Linked DNA regions of Danio rerio: region 2 is linked to region 1. The links are chromatin contacts, called in public Micro-C maps. All regions are on one chromosome and are shown on one strand. The core of a region is the stretch at or near the end of the contact, and the rest is flanking DNA. Distances in the headings are between cores, read along the strand shown. Region 1 overlaps adka (adenosine kinase a). Region 2 overlaps adka (adenosine kinase a).

Region 1 (5,552 bases), core at 782-3,281:
GGCCATTAGCCTGTCATACTAAGCAGAGCAAAGATGGTTGACATTGTCTATCCACCAGATGGCAACAGAGAACGCATAATAACCTCTTAGAAGAGAAAAACTCATAATTTCTAACCATAGCTGATCAAATCATCATTAAACAGGAAAGTGACATTCTTAGTCGATCTTTCTCTTTTGTATGTTGTCGTGTTGTATTTATATCTCAGTAATTGTAATGTATTGAGTGTAAGATGGGACTCAGGAATGTATGTGTTGGCCACTCTTTGTATAACCCTTTTTTTGGGGTTGGCCATCTCTTGGTTTCTAATGACTCTCCTGTTTTTGTTACTGCAGACTAGTTTAGTAAAAAGAAAGAAAGAAGAAATGCTCACATGTGTTTAGCGTTTTTCCTTTTCGCAAAGACAATAGTAATCTGGTAGTGTTTGTGCTGCTTTGGCTTTTACAGGGTTAGTTAATGTGATTTCCCGATTGCAACAGAGAAATACTGGGAAATCTCTGTAGACTGATGGCATTTCATGCAGTTCAGTCTTATAATCTTAAAATATCCGCAAAATAACCTTTTTTGTAATTACTTTAGACATTAAGCTAGAGAATTATTCAAATACTAGCTCTAGAATGATGTGAATTAGTAACGTTTTCTTCTGTTTTGACGTCAGCTGCAGATGTGAATGAATGGTGGAAGAAACCAGACTCTCTGTGTTTGATTTTCGTAGCAGTGCGATATGGCTATATATCCTCACTGATGGGACACTAAAGCACTTTACCTGTGACCTCGTACCAACGCATACCAACCAGTGCCAATAAACAGCCATATCGCACTGATACGACTTTATACAACAGTTCGGTGTGTGTGTGTGTGTGTGCGTGTGCGTGTGGGTGTGGGGGTGTGTGTGTGTGTGTGTGTGTGTGTGTGTGTGTGTGTGTGTGTGTGTGTGTGTGTGTGTGTGTGTGTTCGCTGTATATAAAAACACATGGTTTGCCTTCAAGAAATTGGTTTGGAACTATATATATATATTGGAACTGAACAATGTTTTCAATAATTGAGAAAATATTAATATCTGTAAGGTTTTTATAACTGACTTTATCTCAGTTATGATTTTAATTATGGTTATATCTAACAACTTTGTAACTTTTGAACAATGACCTTATTTCATGTAATGATGTGACATTTTATGTTTTTGCTCTGTCAGAATGGCATTTCTCTTATTATTCATCATTTTTTATTCATAGGAAAAATACTCCCTGCACAAGAATGTATTTATAATTCACCTCATGAAATTTCAGCATATGCAATGCATTAATTTCCGGCATTTAAGTATCTGGCTCGTGATGGGAAGGGCGACGGATGAAGACCTCCTCACGTCCTCCAAATCGATCGTGACATCATCACCGCTCGTCTTCAGCTAATTAGCATGGCTCAGAGGCGAGGGGATCTGATCAATGTCTCGCTTTGAAAAGGGCAAAACTGCCTCTTAAAGCTCTCTCCGTCCCAGACTCCTCTGATTATTTGTGCTGGTTATCTCCTGCCACTCCCGCCATGGTGGTTGCCCTTTATTAGCGGCTAAATGTGTTTGTCACGCTCGTGTTTCTCTGACCAGCCCTAGCGTGGAGATAGTGGATCAGAGAAAAGAAGGCAAGCGAGGGCAGTTTTGCTCCGAGTGTTTGCCAAGAGGAGGGCCATCCTTGTTTACTCCTCAGAGCTTTTGTTTGGCTCCAGAGACGACGAGAAGTGGATTTGAGAGGAATAATCTCTCACCGTTCCGCAGCTGTCTGAAGGCCTTGAATCCCTCTCCCGCTCATCGGTTTTGTGTCATGTCTCATTGTGCAGTGAATGGCTCGTCATTCAGCAGCTCAGGTATCTATTGGAGTCGCCAAACATTTCGGCTTCTGCCTGAACAGCCAAATAATAATCCACCATGTGATCTGTTTTTGTTTTAGTGATGTATTTGAAACGACAATGCCTCAGATACTGTAAAAGAGTAATTATCGCATGACCCGAGGCGTTCATGGTTTTGGCTTGTCACATTACGAGCGTAATCATATTACGCCGCACATAACTAGTGATAACAAGAGAATTTATTACACGTAATTGGCGTGACTCCACAGCGCTGTAAATGTTATGATGGCTTTTTTCTGATCCTCGCCTTCTATAAATAGTGGCGCACGCATGTTTTGTCTTCACAGGCCTGTTTTATTTTGAGCCGGTCCGATGCATGTTTACAGCGCCGCTTGTTCCTGGAGTGCCTTTGCGAGCAGAGCTGCGGTTTCCTCTTCCTCCTGAGAGGGCTGTGCCAAAGGGATACAAAACCCTGAAAGCAACATCTCACTTCTGATGTGAGCGCACAAGTGTCAAACACAGCACAGAAAAGAAACAGCTGTACAAGAGCTATTAATATAACCTCACAGCTCTGGAGGTGTAACTTTGTTGCCCCTTTTTTTTCCCGCTCCCTGGGTAGTCACGCAGAGGAAAGTATTTTCACTTTCTGCATGAACATGTAAAGTGAAGAATGGCAAAACCACAAAAGCGATGGAACTCCCTGTGAACTGCCCGGAGACTGTGTTTACAGGGACGACCGCAAGCCAGTAACAACAAAGACAGGTTTTGGCAGCAAAGTTTTAATTGCCATGCCTATTAAAGAGCCCTGCCAATGGCCTCTTTTGTGTTATACATTAACATGAAATTGGTCCTGGAACGCGCTCAGACTAACCAAAACAGCATGTCGAGAGCCAAGTTCAATAATATGTTTTGAATAAAGATGTGATGTGTTCTCTCTAGTTTGATGAAATGGAAGGAGATGTCCATCAAGGATGGTTTTCGGAGGGAATGTGAGCGGCGTGCAGCGATTTAGGAATTTAATTTCTCAGTTTTTATTTGCCCTCGTTTGCTCTCGCGTGCTTATATAAATTGTCCTCATTCACGTTGGACCAGAACCTCTTGTAAAACCTTAATTCAAAAATGATTCATTGTTGCTCTTTAAATGATTTAATTTCCCTTGTGCAGCACACTTGTTCTTCCCTCTCACTGGTTTGCCTTGCATTTGACACTTAAGAAATTGGTTTGCTGATCATTAAAAAATATATGGGAACTGAACAATGTTGAGTTCCGCTAAAAATGCCCACACATGAATTCTTTCTGGGTACTAAAAGGTTGAAAGCAAGCACCAAACAGCGAAATTTGCAAACAAATTACTCTGAGTTGGTTTTATTATTATCATCATCATCATCATCATTAATATTATTAATTTAAAATGTATACAGTGGAACCATTCAGTTGCCATTTTAATGACTCTCATGAGTTAATCAAAAGCACAGAACAGCCAGTCTAATGCATATATGCACAGCTATGCACATCTATTTTTGGAATGAATCAAATAGTTTTGTGTGATTTTTCAAATAAATAACTCTTTAGACTCTTAAGAGTACATTTTGGTCACAATCGTACAAGCGTAAGTTCTTGAACAAGTGACTGAACTGAATCTTTTTAAAAGATCAGAAACAGAATAGCACCAGACTCTTGTGTACAAAATATATATAATGTACCAAAGCTCAACCAATCAACTCTTACAAACTGACTTTCTAGTGCAATAAAATCTTGCAATGTGACCAGTTTACTATGATTCTCAAATAAATGGCTAAATATTTTTATTTATCAAGAAACATACAGTGTCCAGAAGACTGTAATTCCCATTTTAATGACAGTTTACATGTGAACCTAAAGTTGGTAGGGTCTCTTATTACACAATGATGATATATTTCCTACTGAAACAGAATATTGAGTTGCGACCAAGGTTTTATTTTTGTGCGACTCGTCTCATCTTTTACCTACAGCAAACTAATGGTTAGAGGGGTGTGGCTAAATATATTTTGACCAAGTCGTCAAACGGACATCATCAGAAAAGGAATATTATGACTCTAAACTAGACTCCAAAACTAAAGCTAATGGTCAGATTTGATTAAACATTGCCCATTTTTAAATGGATTAATTTGAATGAATTAATTGATCTCCTTAAAATGAATAAATTGCCAATGAATAAAATCACACTAACAATGTGTGCTAGCAAAATAAACCCTGTACATTTTGATTTCATGCTGGCTTTATAAGGTTGAAGGTTAGTCCCTATTTTTTTAAATAATGTTTTTAAAGTCAGTTACAATAAGGTCGATTCTCTAAATTGAATCCGAGAATTAGGACAGGTGATTATCAAACTTGCCAAACAACTACTAAAGACTTGTTCAGACTAATGACTGTGCAATGCAGCATTTTATAAACTAACTAAACTCATGTTGCTCAACCAGTATTATTTAACAGCAAATTTCTAAATGAATGAATCTCGGACCAAAAATATTAGTGAATAAAGCACACAAAGCATATAACTGAAACGCCTGGTTTTAGACCATAATTCATTAGTATGGTGTAGGGCCTCCTTTTGCTGCCCATACACTATCAGTTCATCTTTGTAATGATAGATACAAGTCCTCCACTGTGGCCTGAGAGATTTTGAGCCATTATTCTTGGAGAAAAGTGGCCAGGTCACTGTGTTGTGCTCCAGAATGCTCCAAAGTGGCTCAATAATATTTAGTTCTGGTGACTGTGCAGGCCATGAGACATGTCACTTCACTTTGTTCATCAAAAACCTCGTCGCCAGTCTTGCTGTGTTTGGTTATCATCCTGATACACCTCCTTCATGCAACAGTCTGAAAAGAATTGGGGCTTTTCCACAACGAAAATCTCTCGGATGTAGGAAAAACCGTGAAGGTGGACTCATCAGAGAACAATACATGTTTCACATTGTCCACAGCCCAAGATTTTTGCTGCTGGTACTATTGAAACCAGTGTTTGGCATTGGCACAAGTGACCAAAGATTTGGCTTTAGCAGCCCGGGCATGTATATTCACCCATAATTTTGTGTGCAGCGTATATATATTTTAAGCAAAACTGTGCTATTACTATTACTGGCTATGATGATTGGCCACCAGGCTGGGCAAAATTAGCCATGAAACCTCCAACACTAAATTGGCCAGTGTTTCAGTTTCATTTACCAACCCCAATGTATGCATGTACAAAATGTGTGTATATGCGTGTGTTTGAGTAAAACATGTTTACTAAATAGCATATGAATATATAGTACATGCATATATAGTAATGAATTACTGGTGTTAGTATGTTTTACAGTTATTATCACATTATCATTAAGCTGTGTAATTGCGTTTCCATTTTCCACATTTTTTTTCCATCACAACTACTAAAGAAGTGTTAATAGAGTTTGAGTACAGCAAGACAATATTCAATTATTATTTTATTTTTGCTTTGTATGGTGGTTAACGATAACACACAGCCTCAGCAATGAAAACATTCTATTGGACCAATTAGTAGTGTGAATCTTTCTTTTTTTCCAAGCATTGGAGCTCTTGGAGCTCATTGGAGCTCTTGCCTCCATTCCTTGAAACTCTTGTCATTGTCCCCATTGAGAGCTGAGAGGGGCTCCCGGACACCATTTGGCATCCAAGTGGTTGGACGCCTCGTCCTCCAGCGCAGCCCCTCTCATTTCACA
Region 2 (5,552 bases), core at 2,885-5,384, 250 kb before region 1:
TATTATATTAAATGAGTTAATTATTGTCTTATTTGCGTCAGCTAGAATTATGGAATATAATATTGTGTTTTAACAAATAAGAAAAAAATATTTTAGTTGAACAAGTGGATCAAATAAATCTTACAAGATGCCATTACAGATGTTTAACATTTACAATTCGAGGCATTTTGAAAAGAACAGTGCTCGAGTGCCCTGGCATTTTGTTTTGAACTGTCCGGGCATCAGTTGGGATTCGTCATTGCCTGTGGTATTTATAAGACCTGGAGACAGCAGAACACAGATAGTGTTACTTATCTCCAGACCATTTTTTTGTATCTATTGTGTAATGTACACTTGTAAAACAATATCCATAAAATTTGTGGTAAAACAAAAATCAACTGTGGTTGCCCGACCATATATAATTAATTTATAGTGTTGTACACCTCTTTTTAAAGGACTATCAACTACACCACAGGTGTCAAATTTAGTTGCTGGAGGGCCGCAGCGTTACACCTTTGTACCAGAGACAAAAACACAACCATGATCATGTGGTGATGAGAAAGTCATATGATGAACATCACAAACAGCATCTCTGCAAGCAGAGAAGCATAACACTATATAGAAGGTCATTTACAAAACTACTAAACACCTGATGGTAACGCACATAAAATATAAAGGTGTTGTATACTCCATTGGTTCAATAAGTTAAATTGTTTTATGATATATACAATGTAGGTATATGGCTTAGGTAAGTAAAAACAGAAATGATTTTAAATGCTCGTTCATTACTCCATAAAATGCCCCTATAGAATCAAAAGTTTCATATTGACCATATTTGGAATGTTTATGAATAGTAATGAGCTCGGCTCTGAGTGCAGCTCACACACGCAATTACAGCATGATGTACAGTAAACAAGGGCAAGAAAATAATACCTAATTCGTCAAAAAATAAAAATAAAACTATGAATTTTAACAAACATGGTAGACGACTAAGATATGCCTAGTTAGATGTTTAGCTTAATGGGTGGAGGTTTATTTGGAGGTTTACATAGGAGGGGCAACGGCCCCTGTAATGGAAAGGAAGGTAATCCTGACATTTTTACATTTATTTCAATGTGTTTTCATGCCTAAATAAATTAAAGCACAGACCAGATTCACATTTAAGGGCAAGGGGAATCACCTGGTGGTTCAGTGGTATGGCTTGCGTATAGTGAGTATTGGCTATTTGATATTTATTGCCACCCTTCATAAAAATGGAAATACAGGAAAATACATTTACAGGATGATAGTGGGATAGAATTGTAAAATATGGGAGAATCTTGGGAAAGGGGGGAGGGTTGACGGGTATGGTACATGCAAATGATGCAGGCGTGCCCTGTGAGTCACACAACAATCTGCTTTGTGTTCTGTTCTGATTGTCTCACAGTATGCAAATTTCATATACTGATTTCTTATTATTCGACTAATATATATACATATATTAGGGAAACATAATAAATAATGAGGATACAGATTTTTACTGTTAACATTTTTGCAGTTTTTTTACAGCTGAAATTAAGGCCATTTTTACAGTGTACATTTACTGAATTTTCCACCTGTCTAGTTTTGTTTAATGAAACAATATATCAGAAGTGTAAAAGAAGACCCTGTTTTATCTGCAGGTGGTTTTGTGTGAAAGGAAGTTGATGATTATTCTGGTATCCAAAAAAATGAACTTTGTTTTGACGCTGCCCTTTAAACATTCTGTTGAATATACTGTAAGTAACTTTCGTAATAATTTTGATTAGTAAAAAAATATAGTTGTTTGTAGCTAAGTGAATATAAAAACAAAATATTTTCTGCATTAAACTCTAAATACTGTTTGTTGACAGGTTGTTGTGGTAATTATGTTTTGGTGGAGTTAAAGGATCTAGAATACGGTCATGCAGAAGCATTCATTACTAAGGAAGGCCACAGCATTTCATTGCACTGTAAACTTCTACAATAGTTGCATCACATGTGGTGTTGAGTCGGGATTATAGTTGGCCAGTCAGTCACCACAGTTCAGAACATGTCAGTTGTGGATCAGTTATAAAATGTATCTGTAATAGAGTGAAAATTGATTATTTGCATGTTTTAAGGCTTCTTACTGTAACTTCTGAATGAGCTTTAAATTATTCAGGAGCAAGAAATGATTATGTTTGTTGCTTAAAGATTAGTTGTATTTCATTTATACTGTAAACTCAGACCACGCAGTGTTATTTTACATTTCATTTTTCAGTTTCTGTACCTGAATACCGCTGGACTCATCAGAAAAATGTAAAGCATAGTTTAAGTTCATTAAGTGCTGTCTAAGTTGACTGGGTCGAATAGTCTTAAGATGTCTGCCTAATATATGCAAACGCTTTATTGAGCTTTTTAGGGATCGCCGATATATTATTGTTTGTTGTATAAATTAACTCCACAATAAAAAAAAAGAATTGTCTTATTGTAATAACAATAAAAGCTACAATTAGCCTGTTAATTGATAAAAAGTTAAATAAACGTTAATATCACAGAATAAAAAGAAATTAAATCATGCTGTGAATTTTATGTAATAAAGGCTAGGTCAATTAGCATTGCACTATATACTTTAATGCTTATAGAATACCCAGGATAACACGAATAATCCAGATATTACCACAAGTATTTGTTTATTCTCCATGTTTGATCCATTTATTTGTTTCCATCATTCTTATCCTCAAGCAGTGAAAGCAAAGCGTGAAGTGTGTAAAAAAAAAAAAAACTGAAAGTGTTCTTTAAAGATACTTGCCTTTTTTGTCTCTCAGTGGATACATATAAATCCTTGTGAAAATTATACCTTGATATCATTTTAAGCTCATTAAAGCCCATTCCTAATGCTTATCCAACATTCATTAATTGACTATGTTAATTAGCAAATACTTGTCAGCTTATTCTGCCCCCCCCCCCCCCACCCCCCATTTTCCTAACAATGTAATTGATACTCTGCTAATAATACATTAGTTACTTGTTACATGCTACATGCTAAGTTATTGTCAGTGTCTCAAAATAAAATGTGTCAGGGCTTTGTGGCCAGCTTTCACACTTTTGCTTTGTGACTAACTTTTTACACTTTTGCATCTAAAACTTGTTTAAAGCGATTAAAAATGTTGCTTAGACTTCTGATTTCTGTAACATTAGTTGTTTTCCGATGCCACTTGATTTATGAAACAGTTTCAGGTATTTTCTAAAGTGTCACTAACTTTAGCTTTCATTAATGGACTTTAAATAAATAAATGCACAACATATTAAATGCCCATAATAGACATTTTCAAAAACCTTTTCCAAGAAACAGATTGTAGTTTCCAAATCTACCAGCAGAGGCTAACAGAGCTGTTAACCAGAAAAACAGTTGACCCCTGCACAAACCCAAGGGTTTAAACTCATACTTGCACAACACTGCCATCTTGTGACAAACATAGACTGTCTTTATAGTTTAATTTATTTTCTATATTCCTTTTTAAAGACATTTAATTTCTTAACTTTTTTTTTTTTTGCTTTACCTGTAAAGTCACAAACATCTGTGCTCAAAAATACCTTTATAACTCCTCAGTGTTGCTATGTGATTTAAATAAAAGTCATATCTGTTTTAAGAGGTGCGTTGTGTGCCAGAATCTATTATCGTAATGTACAGCTGCCTCTGGTCTTGTAACACTTCTGGGTGTTTATAATGGCATCGTCTCAGCAGATGCAGTAGCTACGTCAGCCAGCAGGTGGAGCCATACGCTCAGGCATTTTAATAGCTTAAGACAGCATCATGCCGCAGGGAGGCTTTTGCCAGTGCACAACAGGAAACCTTATCCGATTTCAGATTAGTTTTGTTTAGCAGGGGACGGACAATTGAGCTGCTTCCCAGGCTGAAAGGCCAAGCTTGACTGAAGTTATTTGTTTTCAAATTCTTGAATGGAGTCATTTGTATATGCTGAAACAGTTATTGAGATTTGAGTTCATGAATAAGCAAGACAAACGCTGAACACGCCGACTGTGATCTGCGTCCTTTTGTTTTGTGGATTGTCCTAACGGTGTGCAGCCGCGGGCGATCAGCCTCCCCCCTGAGAGAGCTGAGTCTGACGGTTTCCTGTGTCTCAGATGGAGCCGCTTTTGATGAGTGTGCTGTTCTTTATTCGAGAGCGGGCAGGAAAAAAGAGCTGTTGCGCACCGAAAGCTAAATTGCAGGTGCACTGAGGATAGGGGGTGGAAAAATAGTATATTTGAGAGGGACAAACCGTTTGCAAATCGCGCACGCTTGCAGTATGAACATTTACTCAGCAGTGTTTTGGGGCAAAAAGCTTTGTCAACATTAAAGAAAGGGGAAAAATAGATTGGCAGGGATGCTTAGCTCTTGGAGTTGGAGGAGACGGCTACAATTAATCATCAGCACTGCATTCTTGACACTTCCGGGGGGGAAATAAATACACCTAAACGAACCACGAACTTGTACTGTATGTTCCTGTTAAGTTATCCTTGTGTGAGCCGTCCGAACTTTGCCTTCCCATTGGCAGACATGCACCAGTGCTCGTCCAACCTTGGCTAGAAGCACGTATAAAGCGCCACACCTCAAGATCCAGTTCCAGGGGTCAAGATGGTGACCTTACCCTGACCTTAAAGACGAGTAGGCAGGGGGGTTTGTCTACAGGTCCAGAATCTCAGGATCAATGGTCCCTGATGGCTCCGACTCCCACTCTGGCTCCTGCCTGATTCGTTTCCCATCAGCCATCCCTTCGCAGCTAAGTGATTTCCCCTAATGGCTGGATGTCCGAGCGGTAACCTCTTAACGCTCTGCCCTGCATCCACTTGAGGATGCTCTTGAGGATGGAGAGAGAGAGAGAGAGAGGATCTTGCTTGTACTCCTTCGTCTCAATCTTCATCATCATCACTGAGGCTCTGTTGTACGTTATGACTGCTTAGATTTATGTGCTGTGAATTACGGCGGCAGTAAGCTGACTGCCAGGAAAACTCAAGACTGTACACCGCGGCCCAGCTCAGAAACGCAACATTGGCTTTTATGGCCACTATGGGATTTTCCATTGGTCTTTACCCTCTCAGGTGGGAACATAGATCTTTTTTTTTTCTGCTGAGATGCATTAGACGGGTTGTAGCCAAGTGTTACAGGGAATCAGGTAGTCTCTCTTTTTTAAGGTCTGTTTGTTCTGCAGTCAGAGCTGGACGGTCTCTAATTGCTAAGCTGCGGGCCGCCGTGGAGCCCAGCCAGGCCGTCTGTTTTCCTGCTGCACTAAATGCTGGCCTGATGGCGGTGGGCTGGTCCCGCTCCACGCTCTCCTTACAAGCATTCATGCCTGCCATGTTTACGACAGCCTTCAGATGCCTTTCCCTCTTCACTCCTGGTTAAGTGTTTGGTTCGGTACGCGGAGCTGTCGGGGTTTCCGAACGGCCACAAACCCCGGCTTTGACTTTAATCATCTCGAATCACTCTATAAAACTGACCTCAGACCTGCTGCTCTGTGCTTACTGTCTCCCTAGCACCTCATTACCAACAGAGTCGAATGATTATGTGCACTCTATTGCCCCCTAGT

What was found. A called contact is a pair of places that touch in the nucleus more often than the background predicts.
Region 2: a Micro-C map of caudal fin shows a contact between it and region 1, with 5 times the contacts expected there. The contact joins two enhancer-like sites. A contact is called at or near these places in 1 of 18 Hi-C or Micro-C datasets (caudal fin) and 1 of 4 datasets of contacts at active chromatin or transcription factors (caudal fin).

What each region holds. Positions count from the first base shown.
Region 1 is chr13:28,147,605-28,153,156 of GRCz12tu, reverse strand. All of the region lies in intron 9 of adka (adenosine kinase a), which reads left to right. Among named protein-coding and RNA genes, the nearest start is that of kat6b, 24 kb to the right of the region's middle. Within about 2 kb of position 2,031, at least 7 of the 62 cell types and tissues checked have an H3K27ac peak or open chromatin away from gene starts, as enhancers often do. A contact at or near this core is called in caudal fin, where this site is marked.
Region 2 is chr13:28,395,068-28,400,619 of GRCz12tu, reverse strand. The region is part of intron 3 of adka (adenosine kinase a); the gene reads left to right. Among named protein-coding and RNA genes, the nearest start is that of adka, 19 kb to the left of the region's middle. Within about 2 kb of position 4,134, at least 17 of the 62 cell types and tissues checked have an H3K27ac peak or open chromatin away from gene starts, as enhancers often do. A contact at or near this core is called in caudal fin, where this site is marked.